Regions from separate parts of the Capsicum annuum genome. Here region 1 is linked to region 2. A link is a contact called in public Hi-C data. All regions are on one chromosome and are shown on one strand. The core of a region is the stretch at or near the end of the contact, and the rest is flanking DNA. Distances in the headings are between cores, read along the strand shown. Region 1 has its middle 58 kb from the start of LOC107841242. Region 2 holds the start of LOC107841234 (protein trichome birefringence-like 11).

Region 1 (5,704 bases), core at 2,669-5,168, 110 kb before region 2:
TTTGTAACAGTGTTGGAGAACAGAGTCTTAGCAGTTACTTATGCCTATCAACTAAGTTGCGTGGACTCTTCACTTTCGATGCCGCACCCGTGTTGGATTCTCCAAAAATACACTAGCTTTGGCGAATCCGACACGCACCCATTGACATTTTTGAAGAGTCCGGGCAACATAGCCTATCAAATAGAAGGTTATAGGGATATTAAAAAAATTTAATGAGGCACTGGTTGAATCTTTTTACTTCAGTTGGAGGAAGACATCTGATGTCAACATAGATACGGGGAAAGCATAAATCATGCTTAAGTAGCTCATTCCTCGAGAGCTTGAGTGGAATTTTCGAACAATACATATTTTCTAGCACAGCCTTGGGAGAGGTTCAACTACTACATTTACACACTATTGGGAGAAATTATTCCTGCTGACCAACTTCAACCATTTTTGTTTAGTTAATAACCAGGACTTCTGGATTAGAAGTGGTTCCACCGGCCAAAATATGTATTAGAAGTGAGGACCTGAATTGAGAATCTGAAATGCAATTGTTTGGGGTTTTAAGATTCTGAAGTATCTGCAGGATTTGGAATTGAGTACTGGTCATACTTCCGACGAAGATTTACATAGCAAGATGGGGATATTACATATTGGAATAGACTAAGTAGCCCTTTTGTGCGTTTAGCAGCTTAGGAAGCATTTTAACATATATACCGAGTTCACATACATAGATAAAAGAGGGAGACATCACAGGATTGGTGTGTATACTGAACCACCTTTGCTACGTTTTCAAGTTTTGATATAGCTGTAATACCCCAAACAAGAAAGTGGGTAAATAAGTCATTTATCCACATAATAATAAAAAAAAAAAGAATAAGCAACCAAAGTAAATAAAGAGAAGAAATAATTGGGTCAAATCCCAGAACTGTCGTACATGAAGCATTTAAAGGGACTAGGGTTACCTTTTAAGTATGCAAAAATAATGAATTGAGATTTTAGTGGGAGTTGTACAAAATTGAAAAAACAGAAAGAAGATGAAACCCAACAGAAAACAAACTCTTCCCAGAACAACAAAGAAACATAAGAAGCAAGCAAAATTTGGTGGAAGCCAAAGTTATCTGACGGTATTCTACTAAATCGAATCAATGGAAGTGGGAGAAATCAGAAGTTCTTGAATCCAACAAATTATGGAAAAATTCTTTTGACTCAAAGGTAAATTCTTTCCTCAACTTTGCCCGTGCGTATTCCTGATTTATCTAATTGGTTTGGGTACTTAAATTTAATACCCTAGAGAAGTATGAGAGGCAACAAAGTTATTTGGTTTCAGAATTAAATACCGGTGTACGTACTTTTGGCTGAAGAATTTGAGAACAAAATTGTATGACTAGGTCGGAAATTGATGAGATTATGGATAAATTGAGTTACACATAGCATGGGCAGAGGTAATTCGACAAATTTAGTGTCAAACGCGAAATCTCATCAATGGGTATCTAAATTAGACACAGATTAGCCTGAGTAAGGAATTTAACATGAGACCGATGTGTTGATGTGGTTATAGATTGATTGAAGGAAGTACGGATTGCTTGAGGCGACGCGTTTGATATTTTGACAAGAGTACCGCAAATACTAATCTTATCACTATTTGTATTTTCATAACTTGCATAGTTTATACTTATTTTGCAGAAAAGAAGTGTTACAGAATACTTTAAAATTACATGTAGGACAAGTCTTTTACTTGATACGATACTGAAATGGTTATTGAGACGTTCTTGCTTTCATAAAACATATTTACTGCTATTTGAGATATGATTATTGTTATTGTGAAGGGTCTTCACTTACTTGAGAAATAAGTATCTTGACATGTGTTTTGTGCAAGTTTTACATATAATATGATTTGATAAGAACTTATATGCCCTGTACTATTTTGAAAAGGCTATTATACGAGTACCTACTGTTTTGAAAGAAAAGTATAAATGGGAGTGGACCTTGATTTGGATCCCGTAGCTAACAATGGGTTTGTTATACCTGGTGCACCTTGTATTACATATTACAGTTATAGCCCTCGTTAGTGGAAAGGTAGAACTAGCATATTGTTACTGATTTCCCTTAAATAGGGACCTATTGATATGATTATTTGACTCCTTTCTGAGGGATTCGTAGTTATTGCCTTTTCCTGAAGTAGAAAGTCACTCCGATTACATGATTCATTCTTGGAAACCTCTCAAAATATGTAATATTTGATATGATATATGCTTATTGAGTTTATTATCGGACAGTTAGTTGATCTTGCTTACATGAAACAATTGAGATTGCTTATTTTCAATGTTTTTCGAAAGGGCATGTATTTCATAATATTTTCTGATTATCATACTAGCATGTTTTCTGACTTGTCTCTATTGAAATGGTTGTGGTTAAGTGTTATTACTCACTTAGCTAGTGTCTCGCTCCTTGCTATATTTAATGCAGGTTAAAGGGAGTCTTGGAGTAACTGGTAAAGTTGCTGCCATGTGACTAGGAGGTCACGGGTTCAAGCCTTGGAAACAGCCTCTGGCAGAAATGCAAGGTAAGGCTGCGTACGATACACCCTTGTGGTGGGGCCCTTTCCCGGACACCGCAATAGCGGTAGCTTTTGTGCACTGGGCTGCCCTTTTTTTTGGTGAGGAGAGTACGAGTCGACAAATTTCTGGTGAGCCCCACACTTGTTCGCGTGGATGGAAAGTTTATTTATATTGTTATGATCATTTCTTGTAATTCTTAGAGTCGCTCAATCGGTCATTTCCTTTATAGGACTTATATCCTTTGTTATTATGGAAACCAATTTCCTTTATAAGACTTATATCCTTTGTTGTTATGAAATTGTTACAAGTGTAGGACTTCTTCTCGTTTGGGAGATGGTGTTAGAACTTTGATGTTGGAAGTGGTTAATTGAAGACTATTATGGTCTATTTGTTATTATTGGTTGGATATCTGTTGTTTCTGAGACGGGAAAACTTTTAATAGGCCCAAAAATAGGGAAAACTCTGTCCGAGTTTCTCTAGATTACCGATGAGGCTTGCTTGGAGTCCTAGCGCCTAATTGTCGGTCACGGTCCTAAATTGACTCGTGACAATAGCTGACTGGAGTTAGAATGATATTAGAATGATCATTGATTACTTTGGAAGAGCTTCAGTGTCGACTTCTGTCTCTAAGTTTTGAAATAAACAAATCTTCAACTGAAACAGAGGAAATTTGTGATTTTGGTACCTACAAGACTAGTACAGTGCTAGGTGTCTCCATTTCACTTCTCTAGTGGCCCTTTGATGGCTGTATCATGGTTGTTTTATGATAGTGTGGAGAAATAGAGGCTTGCAGGGATAGTAGAAACCTTTTTAGAGACAACGATCTTAACTGTTTATCTTACTTGGAGGAAGAAGATAAAACATGCAATTTAAGCAGCTCACCTTGGAGGCCCCTAGTGTTCTGGATTAGTGGTACCACAGGTTATGACATGTGTTAGGTGCATGTCACGAATTTGAGTGTTGTCACAAATGAAGTCTGGTATTTAAGTTGAAGGATAGATGGGTCTGCCCATAATCCATTGAGGTTCGTATTGTGCGCCAGCGCCCTCAGAATTTCTTGGTTATCACAAAAAGTATCTCACCCATGGAGAAGCTTAATAGTGTTATTATGAAAGTTTGGATGGAGTTTCCAACGAACATATATTTTCTTGTAGGGCCTAGTGAGAGGATCATCTTTTGCTTATACATATTGTTGGGAGGAATTTCTCTTAAAGACCACAATCTCCATTGAGTTAGTGTAGGACTGATGTCAGATGTGGTGGCCTTCTTATCAATAATGTACCAGAGGTGGTGGGGACCTGAATGCAGAACTGCAGATGCAGTTGTTTGGACTACTAAGGATTTTTATAGAGATGCTGATAAGGAGATTCTTCCACGATCAATGAAGCAAGAGCTAATTTGGGAGGTCAGATGTAAGCTGGTTTGTGTAGACTGTATCGCTAGCAGAAAAGCATTTAACATAAGATACTGCAGTTAACACATACGAAATACATATTAAGGAAGGGAGATTTTGCTTGATTGGTGTAGATTCTGCTTAGAATCAGGAGAAAAACTGAATCGACTGCACATTTTGAGGATTCAGAACAGTAGTCTAGACTGTACCTTCTAATTATTTTTTGTTTATGCATTTAATGGCAAAATGAACTATTAAAGGATGCTACAGTCCTAAGGTTTTAGGGGTTATGAGAAGAAGAAAATGGTAGGACATCTCCTAATGCTGTGATGCGGGTGCTAAGCAGATAGAAACCACCATACTTTTTTTTAACATTGTACAAAGCTGCATGTTAGATGAAAAAGCACATTTTGCCTTATTTGTTTCTTTTTACCACCAACGTCCATATCCAAATGCTTAGGAGATTGGATGAGTTAGGTGTAAAAAATTTCTTCTGCCAATAAACGTTTCCCCATATTTTGTGCTGCTGTAATCATAATTAAGGAAAATAAATAGAAGGAGAGGGGAAAGGAATTCAAAGGAATCTACTCGAGTTTGATCAGGTAAATGATGGAAGTGGCCCCTGGAAGGGCACTCATCATTCATCAACATATGGGCCAGTTTGTAACCATAATATCTAAGTTGGTATGGATTTGAATCAATGAGGGGCCTGTCCTCCTCATTGACAAGCATATACTCTTCTTCCTTGTTATCATGCACTAGCGTACTGTTGACCATTTCAAATTGCTAGGTATATACAACTTCCTGTAGGAGAATTTTTCAATCCCAATTTGTCTTCCTAGTTCAACTTTTGCACTAGATACATCTGTGCTTTGGCTAGCGATAAAAACCAGAAAAAGATTGAGATTCCGCTCACTTAGAGGAGTACGGGAAAAGGATGATCTCCATGACATATGAATGACAATCATAGTTATTGGCTAACATAATAACATGTGGTGTTGGAGCCACCAACCAGTTGAACAATTTTCATGGAAACTTATGTGGTGTAAATAGAAAAGTACATTTCATGTATAGGTCAAAATTTACTTTTTATACTTAAATCTTGAATGGCCTAAGCAAAATTTTTGGCTTCGCCATTGGTAACATGAACACAAGGTTACATTTGAATTTGTGTGAAGAAGCATATTTTGAATTCCTGGTCATGATATAATCTTGATGAAAGAAAGCTACATAATTGTAAAGAGAAGGGATATAGACAAGAGGCTTATTCATGCACATGTCATTTAATTGATTTTAACAATTTTTCAACATTTGCAAAGTATAATGCCTCATAGTTGAAATCATTAGGTAAGGGAGGCACAGGGGATTGAATTTCAGAAATCAGGAGGAATGGTGTGTTATACTTCATGTACCCAAGTTGACTTATTTTTGCAATGGTCACACTTATTGGCTGAAAAATGGGCTATGAAGTAGACATTTTCTTCTGTCAATGAGAGTCTTGTTTTGTTTTTTCCTTAATATTTTCGACCTCGCAAAGGTCACTAATCACTTTCAACAAATTATCTTCTTCTTCTAAAAAAAAAGAAAAAAAAAATTATAGTGTTTTGTACTACTTCTATGGCTGTCGTAATGCATCTGTTTTTGTCCAGCTTAAATGCGAGGGGGAAGTTATGCTTTTTAGTACTGTATACTGCAATTTTCCTTAATTATGACAGTAGTATGCAAAGAGTTTAATGAGATTTTGGTTCTTTTCTTGCAATAATATTAT
Region 2 (5,756 bases), core at 581-3,080:
TTGCTACTTTGCTATAAGTTGTAATTTTGAAAAAGTGTTGCTATTTATTGTAATTATAGTTTTAAGGATGCTAGTTTATGTAAATTTTTTTTTTTTAATTATAAGAATTTATATAAATATAATAAGTTAAGTTGTATGTCAATGGTATCTTTCCTTTTTCTTTCCCCGTAATAAAATAAAAAAATATTAAAAACATGATTGTCACAGCATCCAAACATGGTTCGCTTTTAAGTGGGCTCATCCCATGTTTCCTACTACATTGACCTTCATTTGACAAAAGGTTTATTTGATAGGTGGTAGAGTGTACCTATGGCCATCTTGCCATCATCCTACCTTGCCTTTGTATATTAATTTAAAAAAATAAAGCAAATACTCCAAATATCTTATTTGGAAAACGGAAGAGTAGTATGGTATCAAAGTGTCATAAATCCAAATTTTGTAGCATTTATGAATTAAATCGTGGTATCACAAGTTATATTCATGCGTAATCTTTTGCTAATTGTTGTTTAGTTACAACAACAACATATCCAGTGAATTCCCATCTAGTGAAGTTTGAGAAGGATAAAATGCACGCAAATCACACCACTATCTTAAAAAAAGTAGAGTTGTCATTTAGTTAAAAACTCTTTTTTTCTAATGACTATATTGTAAATAAAAAAAAAATTATTTTTTTTAATTCAGTTCAAACAAGAAATAAAATTAAATATCTAAATTGCAGAAAGGAAAAGACCATAGTTACATCTTTGAAGGCACTCACAAGTCACACGGTTTGTTCTAAGCGAAAAAAGAATGAAGAGATTTGATCCTCATTTTTTCAGTATTGGCTTGCTAAGTTATATACTTATGAGTTATAAAACTAATTAACCAAACATTTTCAACTTTTTGCACAAAACTACTTACACGTAGAGACGGATCCAGGATTTTAAAGCTTCGAATGTCAGGATAAATAGCAACGTATGCAACATTTTGTGGAAGTGGTCTCATTATCCATAGAGGAAATCTATGTTTAAATTTGTAAAGTGCCTTTTAAACAATGTAAGGCACTGCTTTTTGGTATGGCTAGGTCTTTTCTTAAATACACATTTTATTGTTTTAAAAAAAATAAAATATCCTCCAACAAATTCGAACTTGGATCCCCAAACAACAAATTACGACCTCTAGACATTGGTGCAACAAGCCCCTCTGTTACTTTGGGTGCCACAGTTAATATTTATACTAAATTCATGTACAATATATACAGCTATACACATATAAATATAGAGTTTCAACTGAGACTACGGGTGCCATGGCACCCCAATCCAATATATAGATCCGCCCCTGTTCACACATTTTAGTAATCACTAATATAATAAAGTCAACCAAATATTTGAGGTCACAAAGATGGTATATATTTAGAATTTAGCTGGCCTTTGATCATATATTTTGGATTAAATTTTAAAAATTTATATTCAAATATTTAATCATGAAATTTGATTAGATTTTAAATATAATAATATATGATCTTCAAAATATTTCCAAGTTTCCGAAAATTGGAATAAAAAGAGTAATTAAGAGTTTCTCTTTTTATTGTATAATACACCACTTCCTTGGTCAACTAATGTCCCTTTACATTAAAAAAAAAATTAATAATCCTCATTCTCAAAATGGAAAATCTAGCTTCCAGTCATTATTGCTACTATTTGTTAAAATGGTTGGGAAAATTTATCTGTTTTACTTGGTTTTAGTCCATCAGGAATAGTTTATGACATAACTTGTCAGTTTCTAAATTTTTTACACACTCGCTGGCAACATATGAAAAAATAATTAAAAATCAACAGGTAACTAAGAAGAACCATGCAATCAGATTTTTTAATATCCCTTCAAGATTTGATATTTAACACCTTCATTACTACTAATACAAAGTGCACATTCATCATTCCCCATTTCCCCCAACTTTCTATTTTTTTTTGGCTTCCATCTCAAAAATAGGCCAAAGTTAATTATTGTTACGTTACTCTTTTATCAAGTAAGGAACCTCTGTGAAAAAAACAAATAGAACAATGATTCTTATAACCAACCTGTTATGATTATTTCTCCTTCGTTCTTGCTTGCACCCCACAACTTCTTTAATTTTTTCTTATTATAAAGTTTGTATTTTTATCAAGAAAATTGAATAAACTGGTTCTTGAATTCCAAAATGTCTGAAACCCCATCTCAGAAAGAGTATGAAAAAGTTACTTTCTTGTTTGTTATTAAGAAAATAAAGAGATTCAGGTTATTTGAGCCTTCTTTGAGTATTCTTGGATTCTTTATAGTTATCTGTCTTGTTTTGTGTTTTGCCTTGTTGGATTACAGAAGTGTGGTTAAAGTGTTGAAATTGTCTGCTGAGTCTCAGAAGAGGTTTTTGTTGTTGAGATTTGATAGGACAATTGTTGAGAGGAAAAAGATTGATTTTTTGAGTGAAAATGTTGGTGGTTGTGATGTGTTTGATGGTGATTGGGTTTGGGATGATAGTTATCCTTTGTATAATTCTAGAGATTGTAAATTCTTGGATGAAGGTTTTAGGTGTACTGAGAATGGAAGGCCTGATTTGTTTTACACAAAATGGAGATGGCAGCCTAAAGCTTGCAATTTGCCCAGGTCTTACTCTTGTACTTTCTTGTCCTTTGATTTCTGTTACTATCTATTGTTTCTTGTACTTCAATTATTATATTATTTTATCATAGTTACGGAATGTTGTGTTATGCTTGGACTGTTTCTCTTTGAGCCAAGGGTCTAGCGGAAATAGCCTCTCTACCTTTGTGGCAGGGGTAAGGTCTTCTTATAGTCTACCATGTTGTATCTTCAGTTTTGTTTTCAAAAGTGTGTTTTGTATTTTGTGTTTATCTTTATTTGCAGTGTTTTGGAGACAACTAGCATTTGGACATGTTCATTTCTGACGACACATGTTTTTGATTAAATTTGTCATTTGTCCTTTTCTCCTAGCTTCTTTTATGTGTATTTTGCAGCATTTATAATGGCGTAATCACACGAATTAATAATATAACGTCCTGTGATAGTGACATGATTGTGATTCATAGTAAACATTATTCAACTCTTGTAATTGTTCTAAAATGAATTATGAATAGTCTATTCAGAACATTGATCTTCTTAATCAAAGGGGTAGTGCTAAGCTAAAATTGCTCAACCACAAATGTTGGTATCAAGTATGAAGTTATTAAGTTTTCAAGTGTTTTGGTACATTAATTTTGTTTTGTTAACTGGGTATCCTCTGTTCTAAATCTATGTTAATTTAGCGTATTAATATGATGTATTCAGATTTTTTCCAGTTTGGACTTCTATTTTTACAACTTGGATTACTGAAGTGAAGAGAAATTGACAAAACTGCTAATCAGTTTGTTCTTATCATTTGCTTACTTTGATGGAAACTTTTGAATACTGTATTCAACTTATGCTTTGATAAGTTTGAATTCTGTATTTAACTAGTTTATTGCTTTCTTGGAGAAATACATTTTTTTTTTCGATTTATTTATACCACGTCTTTCTAGCTTTGATTCTGAAATTTCTATTTTTTTAATGTACCTAGAGATTACCATTTGATCTTAAAAGTCAAAATTTAACCAAGGAAACTAGAGATTTATTTTTTCACTCCATGAAACAGATTTGATCCCAGGAGCATGCTAGAGAAACTGCGGAATAAACGCGTAGTGTTTGCCGGAGACTCAATTGGGAGAAATCAGTGGGAGTCTTTGCTTTGCATTCTTTCTTCAACTATAGCCAACAAGGACAACATCTATGAAGTTAATGGCAGCCCTATCACGAAACACAAAGGGTTCTTGATCTTCAAGTTTGCTGATTACAATTGCACCGTGGAATACTATAGGGCTCCGTTTCTTGTGTTGCAGAGTCGACCTCCTGCTGGAGCCCCAGCCAATATAAGAACAACTCTCAAGTTAGATAAAATGGATTGGAGCTCTTTAAAATGGAGGGATGCAGATGTCATTGTTTTCAATACTGGACACTGGTGGAACTACGAGAAGACCATAAGAGGGTACCTCTTCCCACTTCAGAGAACTCTTGGCTTTTAACTTATCAAAAGAGAAAAAATCCTGCTTTTAGTTTCAATCTGCATATGCCCGTTCTAAAACTAATACTGTCGTCTTTGATGTGGATGTTGTCCATCATTTTTGCGATATTGTGTTATCTTAACTTCAAAATGAAAATGTCTTCAGGGGTTGTTACTTTCAAGAGGGGTCAGATGTGAAGATGGATATGGAAGTGGATACTGCCTATGAGAGGTCTTTGCGAACGGTGTTAGACTGGGTAAGTCGTGAAGTTAACTCCAATAAAACCCAAGTCTTCTTCCGGACATACGCCCCAGTACATTTCAGGTTGGTCTCAAGCTTTTTCGTCCTTGCGAAGTTGTCCTAGGTCCTTTAATCGTTACACATTTCATACCTCTACTAAGCTTGCAGTCGTGACATGACTTGGTAATCGATCTAAGCTCTACTGTATCCTCATGTTTACAAACCCGGAATTCATGCTCCTTGGGGATCCATAAGGCATCGACTATGGCCTCAATAGGATGGACTTGGTACATCCTGTAACATCTATTTCAATTGACTTGACATTGGAGCTGGCTATTGGTCGGAGCAGCTTCTGGACTTGTTCTGTACGCATAAGCTGAACTGCCGATCTTTATTTGTGCACTATATCTATCTGACCATTTTTCGTTAGATGTGAGACCACCTGGTTTTTGTGTCCATGCGTGTGTGTGAGGGTGGGTGGGGGGTCTGTTGGGGAAAAGCGAGCTCCTGCTCCCTCACCTATTTGGTAACGTGCATCAGATGATAATCAATTAACAGAACTACATATTCTGTGATTTGCAGAGGTGGAGACTGGAGAACTGGGGGAAGCTGTCACCTGGAGGCACTTCCAGATCGAAGTTCTTCATTGGTGCCACCCCACACATGGGCTCGATACAGTATATTCCGTGATGTAATGTCATCTCGCTCAAACACGTCAAATCAAGGAGCATTACGTGTTCTAAATGTAACACATCTAACCTCCAGAAGAAAAGATGGGCATTCATCAATGTACTATTTAGGTCCTACGGTAGGCCCTGCGCCTATCAATAGGCAAGATTGCAGCCACTGGTGCCTGCCGGGAATCCCAGATACATGGAATGAGCTACTCTATGCCCTATTTATGAAGCGCAAAGCAACTCAAAGTTTGAACACATCAACCATCCAGGTACAATGATCCAAGGTTGCTTCTAGGATACATGTTTTACTTATGCACTCAACAGGACTAAGACATCTCAAATATAAGGATGCTTGTCCGATAAAATACAGAATTGAGAAGATACAAAGATTACAAGACACTGGAGGCAAGGCAAGAACCAATATCTCATTGCTGTTTCAAGACTTGCTTCTATGTAGATTTGATATGTCAAACTGAAGATAATTCCAATTTTAGGGGTAAGGTGTATACAGGGTCATTGAATAAAATAGATAAGCTCATAGATAGGAGATTAGGGCTATTTCAGATGTAGTGAAATTTTGGGTTACAACTTGTAGCTGGACAAAGAAAAGAATGTAAGTTGAAGTAGCTACGTGAATTACGCTTATTCTGTCTAATATTCTTTGATTGCATGCTAGAGTTTGTCTGCATTTTCCTTTAGTTTTCTTTTGATGAGATTCAATTATATTTATCTATTAAAATTTTGTTTAGGATTAATTATACTAAACAGTAAACACTTATAATAACTTAGTTTC

Evidence for each region. A called contact is a pair of places that touch in the nucleus more often than the background predicts.
Region 1: a Hi-C map of bud shows a contact between it and region 2, with 3 times the contacts expected there. The contact joins the enhancer-like site here to the promoter of LOC107841234 in region 2. A contact is called at or near these places in 4 of 5 Hi-C or Micro-C datasets (bud, leaf, pericarp and 1 more).

The regions. Positions count from the first base shown.
Region 1 is chr1:166,951,570-166,957,273 of UCD10Xv1.1, reverse strand. No RefSeq gene overlaps it. Among protein-coding and RNA genes, the nearest start is that of LOC107841242, 58 kb to the left of the region's middle. Within about 2 kb of position 3,918, at least 4 of the 5 cell types and tissues checked have an H3K27ac peak or open chromatin away from gene starts, as enhancers often do. A contact at or near this core is called in bud and leaf, where this site is marked.
Region 2 is chr1:166,843,179-166,848,934 of UCD10Xv1.1, reverse strand. It overlaps LOC107841234 (protein trichome birefringence-like 11), which reads left to right and starts at 1,830. Exons shown (of 4, transcript XM_016685212.2): 1 at 1,830-2,619; 2 at 3,641-4,030; 3 at 4,212-4,370; 4 at 4,869-5,631. The coding sequence starts at 2,177. The coding sequence ends at 5,241.